Regions from separate parts of the Zea mays genome. Here region 1 is linked to region 2. Evidence: chromatin contacts called from public Hi-C data. All regions are on one chromosome and are shown on one strand. Each heading gives the region's core, a stretch centred on a gene start, on an enhancer-like site or on the middle of the called end of the contact. The rest is flanking DNA. Distances are from core to core; before and after follow the strand shown. Region 1 holds the start of LOC100273924 (Histone acetyltransferase HAC1). Region 2 holds the start of LOC100274126.

Region 1 (4,285 bases), core at 481-2,980, 250 kb before region 2:
TTACATATGTAACCAACATAAATTTTAGTGTAAGTGAGATCCTCAAAGAGGTAAGTCCTTTTTCAGCACACAGGCACTAGATCATGGCTAGAGAGATCTTCAGCTAATAGAAAACAGGCCAAAGGACTAGTAAAAATATATGCACCTTGCATCGAGGCACCCATGTTAGCATTCTGAGGAACCATGCCTGCACCAGACGATGAAAGGCCATTGTTTTCTGTGACATAAGGAATCCTAGAACTTGCATTGGTGCCTTGCGTCATACCAGGGGTAGGAATCATAGTACCATAGCTAGAGGATGATGCTATTTGCCTTGCCATTTGTGGGTTTTGTTGATTGTGTTGGTTCTGAGCGCTCAAGGTCTTAATAGCAAACTGCAATTGCGGCTCAACTGGTCCCTTCATCATATTGTAGTAGTCAGTCTGCTCAAACAATACAGGAACCAAAAATAAAATGGTGATGAAGCAGCAAGATTTTATTTTTGCTCCCCAAAAATATACTTGATCTCTAGTACACCAACAAAGCCTTGCAAACGATGAAGGGAATGCGATAGCGATACCTTGTTTGGGAATTTTCTGTACAAGATCTCCTCAAGTCGCTTTGCCAGTTCTGGCAACCGCTTCCGCCACTCAGCCGATGACTGTTTCCTTCCTATATAGTTAAATCTGCAAGAATAGTACTAAAGGCTGTCATATACCTTCTATCGGGTCGAAGAAAAAATCCGTCACTAACCTAAATTTTGCTCGCTTATAGGAAGGAAAATCAGTAAGTCTCGGAAGGTTTAAGTAAAGCTAACAACATAAGTAATGCATCCATTGTCGCATTCGTAATTATGACAAGGAGATAAATTTATGTAAGCATGAAGTTCGATAAGGTAATATTTTTGTCGGGCATGTAGATAATTTGGATCTTCCAGTTGGTATCAGGACATATGCGGCCATTCCGCTAGCTGAGGCTTACTAACTCAGTGCAATAAATACATGACTACGAATGGACTACTTAGTTCAAGTCAGCAGTAGTAAAAAGCATACATCTTTTCGCGCATTGTGGTCCGAAACATGACAAACTGCTGGTCCGTTCCCGAGAACGCCGCCATCTCCTGCATTGGCTGGTGCTGCGGTAGCCCATCGGCAGTGCCAACGCCAATGCCGACACCGGTGGCAGGGACCTGATTCATCTGCGCTGTCTGCCCAGACATCTGCCCGGACAGGTGGGCAGCCTGCCCCACATTCATCTTGGCGGCAGGCGGAGGCTCAGGTCATCCCACACGCAGCAGCTGGAAGCAGGGCACACATGTGAGCTAAGAGAGTGAAGCCACACGTGGAAGCAGGAAGAGAAGCAAACAGACATGAAAGGAGCAAGCTTTGTGGCAGCACGCACCGCGGTAGCAGGAAATTGTCTACCCTGCACGGAATCCGAGGCGCGGGGCTTCCCGATTGAGCAGGAGCACCAGTGTGGCAGCGGCCGCATGTACCAGGAAGGCTAGCGAGTGGAAGCGGTGCCCACGGCCGCCCGCGCGGGGGCAGCTCGCGGCGATCGGCGCGGGGGAGCCTGACCCGCGCTGTTTGCAGACTCCCTTGGGCCGGCCCGACCGAAACCCTAGAATCCCGGCGGGGCCGCGAGAGACAGGGGGCGGCCTCGGCGACGGGGTACCTGAGATTCCGTACGGCAGCCGAACGGAGGCGGGAGCGGGTCGAGGATGCGGAGCCGGCGGCGTTGATTTCGGCGGGGGGCAGGGGGGATTTGGGAATGGGGGATTTGTCGGGGCGGGGCTGCTGCGAGCGACGCGGGGAGGGGGGGAGGGGGAGGGGGAGGGGAACGGGAAGGAGGAGGAGACGTCGACCAATCGCGGATCTGCGCGGGTTCGGTCGCTGCGGGTGGGCCCGGGGAGTGGCGGCTCTAGGCTCTGGTGCAGCGCGGCCGCGGGGGGTAAATGATTGGGTGCAAAAATGGCAAGCGCAGCAGACGAACAGCAGTCCGGACTCCGGACTCGCTGCTGGGTTTCGTTTCATTACATTACATTACACACGTGCGCGGTCGTCGCTCGTCGCGTTCAGGGTGTCTCAGCTGAGGAGATGCAGCAGATACGTCAGCCGAATCGCTTTATACCACTGCAGCGAAAATGCAGGCGATGGTCCTGGGTGGACAAATACCATCTTTTTGTAGGAAAGAGATCGTCACTGCTGCTACTTCGGTTGTGGTTAGCCATAACCAGCTCTGGGCACACCACCATGTGTAATGTAAGATACTGTTTCAAGCCGTGTTTGTGTAGGATAGCTTATTTTCGCTTTATTAATCGTTGATGTTTGAGTTACAAAGTTTTGTGTGCCTTTAGTCTCAGTAAATTTCAGCTAAGAAGCTGTTTGGTTGGACGTTTTTGTCCCGTGATCCATTTATAGTGTCACATGTTATCGTTGTTGCATGTTTGGTTCGACCGGCCCATGTTGAATTATAGGGTTTAGGCATTTATGGTTTAGGGTTCAGGCCACGTGATCTCATTATCGCTCCCATCTAGCATGACACATCATGTAGCGCTCCTCTCACGCGACTTCGCGAGTTGCTTTCCTCGCGGGCATCGAGGTCTTGGACGCCAAGCTGCAAGGTCTAATCAATGATGCTACCCAACCACCCATGTTCCACTTCGTCGGTGTGGACTACTCTATCCTCCTCCATCACCCAATACTTCTCTAATCTTACTCTAGTCAAACCCTAATGTGCACCTTTGTTCTTGATTTGGTTATTAGCGAAGGCCAATGGGCAAGGCTGAGGAGGATTAATAGATCGGCTATTCTACCAGGGGAGAGAAGACGAAGGGGTCCATCGACCATGGTAGCTTCGCTGACCACTAGGGGTGTCGGTCATGGAGCAACCTCTTGCTACCTCAATGGTATCATAAGATCTGTCGCGACACTTATCGTGGGTAAGGCACCCTCATCCTCGCTCATCTCTTTCTCCATATCCAGCCCATTTTTCCCAAACATTAATCACTATTGTGGTGGCACCACAAGATCTGTGAATAGAATATCTATGCTAGGGGAAGGGAAGAAAGTGAAGGATATAGTAGGTGATCTCTAGGAGGAGATGGGTGCGGTAAGATCTATTGGAGGAAAGGGAAAGCAAGGAGAAAGACCCGAGAAGGAACACAAGCACTGGCCATCGCTTCTTCCCACACCAACTCAGGTTACTTTCAACATCTTCTCTATTGGACAACAAATGGTCACTGGGCTTTTAAGTCTTCAATAATAGTAGGTGTCTACTTATCTATGATTGGTGTTGCTTGTAGATCGATATACGAATTTAATTTTGTATGGTACTTGCTCTTGTTACATGCATTTGTCAATCAGTGTGATCGTGCATATGCCCTTGAGCGCTCTATTTGTGAGTCCGGGTTACTTTCTCATGAGATAAGATGACCATCAAATTAAATCACTACTATGCTTGTTACAACAACCAAGGCTTTCAGGCCCAATCAAGTTGTTGTTGAGTGTTTGGAGATAACTTCTCATTATAGGAAATTATTATTGTATGCTCTCATCTCATATATCAAGGACAACTTTTGTTGGTCCTAAACACATATATTTTTCCTGACTAACTCCGATAGTAGAGCATGCAAACATTTTCCTGGGCCAACTAATGGATACGGTGGCTAGAAAATGTGCTTCGACAACTTTGCAATTCGTTGTTTTCCCTATGTCTCTAGACAAAAGAAGAGTTTTTTTTGCAATTAGTATGTATGGTGGTGCCATCATTGGTGTTTTAGAAATCCATACTACCTTAAAAATAAGGAGGAATTGCTAGCTTAAATTTAGTGTTGCTACCTGCTCCTACTTGCATGTCTTGGTCACAATGCATATTCACTCATTAGTGAATATTGCCCTTCTTTTAAACTATCCTGCTAGCATAGAAGTTTTTTCTTATTAATTCACATATGTGTGGTTCTCGTCATTAAATAAACCCTATGCTATCTTTGTACAACAAATATTTTGTCTTCCTTTAAGTACCCAAACACGAAGGTGAAAAATTGTTCTAAAATATGACGTCTTATTTCATTTTTATATTACATTTGGGTACTACTACTCATCTTGTATAAGCGGAAGTGTTGAAAATTAGGAAGAGTCGCAGAACTTAGAAGCGGACGTCTATACCATCTTATTTGTGAGTAGGGGTGACACCATGTTTAGTTTGCCTGGTGCATTGGCACCAGTGCAAAGTAATATTTTTTCCACTACAAAAACATTTTTGACCATGTATTTCTAAGATCTTGTGTATACTTGGTGTGCACCAT
Region 2 (4,369 bases), core at 920-3,419:
GTTGCATTAAGCAGTGTGACACCTTTTACAAGGTGTGGACTGGATGCAGCAAAATACAGAGCAACAAAACCTCCAAGAGAGTTCCCCACAATATAAACTGGTTCACGGATAACCTGGAAATGAACTATAATCTTAGCTTACGAAATATGTTGTATAAATCTCATGGTGAAATTATATGATCATATGTATCAGTGAACCTTTATTAGCTTCTGTAGTATAAAGGCATAGATAGCTAAGCCATCCATATACGATGGTTACAATAAACAGATTTAAACCTTATGTGTGCAATTTTAAACAGAAGTACAGAACAAACATAAATATGACGATTACTACATTTCTAGCAGTAAAATATGCATAGTTTATGTTGGTCATCACTCATCAGTGTCGGTTTCGAGCAGTTGTCAACACAAAAATGAAGGCATTCAAACAATGTTCCAGTTTGGCATGGTGTTCTATCGCCCTTGAGGCTTGATGATCTCACTCCTACTAGTGATGATATCTCTTATGTTGTGTGGTGGGGAAAAGCGCATAGAAAGGCGCACAAGAACATGAGAAAAGGTTTTAACAGCGTCATCATTTTGAGGGCTTGGTGCTTATGGCTTCATCGTAACAGGGCTGTATTTGATGGAGTGAGTCCTTCCATGAGCACAGTCCAAAGTATGTCTTTGGATGAGTTGATGTGTTGGGGTAGGGCTGGTGCTAAGCATCTAGAGAGTCTTGGCCTTGCTGCTGCCTGCCTTTAATATGGTCAGGGAAAATCACAGTGCTTAGCGTTTAGGCAAATTAGGTTTGCCTGCTCTTTTGCTTCTGCATCTTCTTTATTATTTCAGCATAGGAAGAGGATGGAACATTAGTGTTTGGCTGGTGGTCTTTGGATCCAGTTTTTCTACCCTTTGGGCTTTGTAATTTAGTCCATTTTGTAATTTTTCTTCTCTTAATATAACGATGCGCAGCTTTTCTGCACGTTCGAGGAAAAAACAATGTTCCAGTTTCAGATATTTATGAATAAAGAAAAAAATAGTAACAAGCCTATGAGGAGTTTCCAAAAGGCAAGATTTGCAAACTAAACACCGATGCCAATTTAGTCAAAACAAACATTGCAAGACACAGTAACTAATTCAAGGAGTACCTCCTCAATGAAATGCTGAACTTGGTTTTGCCATAAATCCACAGAATACACCAGCTCCTCTGCCCAAGGCTGCGAATCTTGTCCAAAGCCCCAAAACGCATCTTCGCTCGCTATGCTACTAGGAGCAGGATCTTCACCAGGCAGCGACATCCCCTGCCCGAGAAAATCCATCGTCCACACCCGATGATCGCGACCAAGATCCCTCAGCTGCTTCTCGAAATGGAACGTCCCGACTCCGAACCCCGGCAGGAAGAGCACCGCAGGTGCCTTGCTGTTCTTCATGCCGGACCTCTCGTAGTACACAGTCAGCTTCGGCTTCCACTCCCAGAACCCAGTACTGATCGGGGAGCTGTCAGGGCCTTCCGGAAGGCCTTGAATCATCACCCTCTCGGCCTCCCCGGCTTTCATGGAAGGAATGCCCTGCAGGGCTGCATCCACGTCGCTTACATGGAATCCCTGGGCTGCATGGACCTTGCCGGAACCACCCGGATTCGAAGCTCCACTCGTGGTTCCTACACACGCAACTGTGTATCTTCTGGTCCGGGAAGGCCTGGCATGCCCAAGACCAAGGCCAAGAGCACTGCCCCGAAGCCTCCATGTGCTTGCTGGTGTTTGATGTAATGCCGAGCAGGAGTGGCTGCAAGAGACCACCTCCATGATCGCTATGATGTTTGGCGCCCACTAGTTCTGCAGACAAAAAGGGAAGTAAATGACTTCGCCAGACCGAAGTGGAACCAATAATCCGACCGTTCGTCATATGGCAATTTGTATCATACAGCTATAAAGCAGGCGCGGTAAGACATATATACCAGATATTTTTTTGGCCAAAAATCGAAGCTAGAAGAAGGAAGGGAAGGGATCAAGGGAACGAGCGCGCATACCTGGCCGACCTGGCGCGGGCGGCAGTGAATCAGTGATCACCCCGTCGTCGCCGCTAGGGAAGAAGGCCCGAGAGAGCGAGGGAGTGGAGTTGAAGGCGAGGATCGGAGACGGAGGAGGGTGGAATGGAACGCAGGACGCGCTCGCGCCGTCCCGGATGGCCTGCTTCTTTGGACCTTGCGTGCGCGCACGCCATCCGCGTGGCGTGGAAGAGGCGAGTGGAGGAGAGGAGTTCGGTGTGCACGGATTGCTTTGGTTTTGTCCGTTTGCGGCTTGGAGATGCGTAGAAGTAACTCGAGAGTCGAGACTCACACTCACTACGACGAATAAGACCGTGGATTTTTTTTCGTTTTCACAATGTTTTTTTTTTGTTTCGACTACGTTTTCATATCAAAAAAATCTGTGCCGGAAAATGCAAAGGGTCGTTGGTGGCACTAAATTAGTAGGTGGTGTTCTTGAAATTTTGGCAATTTAACGTTAGTTTAAGTCATAAATTCCATATCAAATATCGGTAGTATATATATAATGTAAAAGAATTAAGTGCTAACATATTAACATTAAATTCTATCTATCAGATTTACCATAGTACAATTCTACCTATTTTCTTAAACTATTTTCTAAAATATTTCTATGTTTACAACATACGTAATTTTTAAGCAGGGCGGACCCATAGGGGTAAAGTAGGTCATGATCTCATTCGATCATTAAAACCTCTTATATCTAATGTTAAGTATAGAAAATTTTGAAATTTTTGGTGAACTAAAACATCGTTCTAGGTCTCTTGGTCCGATGGGTCCAATCCTCCTACTTCCGGCCTTCTCATTGCCCCATTTCTTGCATATATCTGTCTAGGTTCATTTTTCTCAACGTCGTCCTAGCTAGTCCGCTTCGATACCCTGTCCCAGACATCGCTCTCTTCCCCCCTTACTGAGACGCGACACTGCCTAGCCCCGACTCCTTCCTGCCCTCGTCTTGCTTGTCGTCATCGCAATATCGGCCCGTCCGACAAGCTCAATCTCGCTCGTCGCAACGATGCGACTCTAGCGACCGATGAGTTTCGCGAGCTAACTAGCACTAGCTCTTAGCCAGAGATGCCGCCTGACCTAGCCCTTCCCCCGCACCCATGGCCTTCGAGAAGATAGACATTCTAAAGATACACACAACTTCGATTCGATCAGTATATGTTTGCTTCTTTTATTTATAAGTTTTTTTCTTTGAACATGTATTGTGTATTGATATGAAGCTTTAATTCTATGCAGCATGAGTTTTTTATGGTCTTGATTGATTTTGTCACGTGGTAAAAAATGTTAATTGTCTATTCGCTAGTCATATTAAGTAAGTTGAGTTCAATAGAGTTAAACATTGCTAATCGTTTATTCACCCCTTTATACGACATCAAGGTTCTTAAATGCCGTAATTTTAATCATATGGCTTTTTTGACCACATAAATTCTTATTCTGCGTGCCACTTCTAAGTGTGGGATATGAAGAAGGGATAAACATCCGACGACTCATGTGCATACATCACTTTGCTGATGATTAGCTAGGGAGATGAGCAGACACTGGTTGCCTGGCGGGCCACTGGAGGAATTATGATAGTGTTTGGTTGAAGAGCTAAGTAGAACGAAGTCGTTCTGTTCCAGTTTTGTTGTTGTTTGGTTACAAAGTAACTAGAACGGAGTGGTTCCAATTAGGGAATATTCTCCTCAGATCCGGAACCATTCTACTCCAAAAAATCAATGGGACGGAGCCGCTCCGTTCCCAGTCCGCTCCCACAGCTCGCTCTCCTATCTGTGCGCAGTAGCTCGCACGCCTCCCTCTGCAACCAAACAAAGAACAGAGCCGCTCCGTTCCAGTTCACTCTGCAACCAAACAAAAAACAGAGCCGCTCTTGTTTGACACCAAAATGAGCCGGCGGACTGTCTGGCCCTGAGGCCGGACGGTCCGCGGTCCGGACGGTCCGCGCCTGTGGGCCGGACGGTCCGCGCGTGCGCAGAGCAGATTAGGGTTCCGAGTTTTGTGCTACGGTTGTTAGCTAAAATCATGGGATAAGCTCGGGAATTAGTTTGTAAAGGGTCCAGCCTCCCTCCTCTATAAATAGAGAGGTATACGGCCGATTTGTAATCATCAATCGAATCAATACAACTTCTATTTCGCATTTTATCCTAGGAGTAGTTCTAGTCTAGTTTAGGTTTAACCTCTCGATCCCCAAATTCTTCGCCTCTCTTCGACTCTACGCCGATTAGAAGAGTCTAGGTCGGCCGGCCCGAGCCTAGACAACCCCTAGGATCTCTCCTCCCCGACGGGGTCCCTCCCGGGAGCGAGATCCAGGCGCCGCCGACGATCTTCCGCCGCCCCTGCG

Evidence for each region. A called contact is a pair of places that touch in the nucleus more often than the background predicts.
Region 1: a Hi-C map of ear shows a contact between it and region 2, with 2.5 times the contacts expected there. The contact joins the promoter of LOC100273924 here to the promoter of LOC100274126 in region 2. A contact is called at or near these places in 6 of 25 Hi-C or Micro-C datasets (ear, leaf and leaf mesophyll).

What each region holds. Positions count from the first base shown.
Region 1 is chr5:79,290,498-79,294,782 of Zm-B73-REFERENCE-NAM-5.0, reverse strand. It overlaps LOC100273924 (Histone acetyltransferase HAC1), which reads right to left and starts at 1,730. Exons shown (of 18, transcript NM_001360492.1): 1 at 1,381-1,730; 2 at 1,032-1,276; 3 at 560-665; 4 at 266-422; 5 at 146-187. The coding sequence starts at 1,234.
Region 2 is chr5:79,042,366-79,046,734 of Zm-B73-REFERENCE-NAM-5.0, reverse strand. It overlaps LOC100274126, which reads right to left and starts at 2,169. Exons shown (of 6, transcript NM_001148504.2): 1 at 2,011-2,169; 2 at 1,130-1,816; 3 at 1-113. The coding sequence starts at 1,786.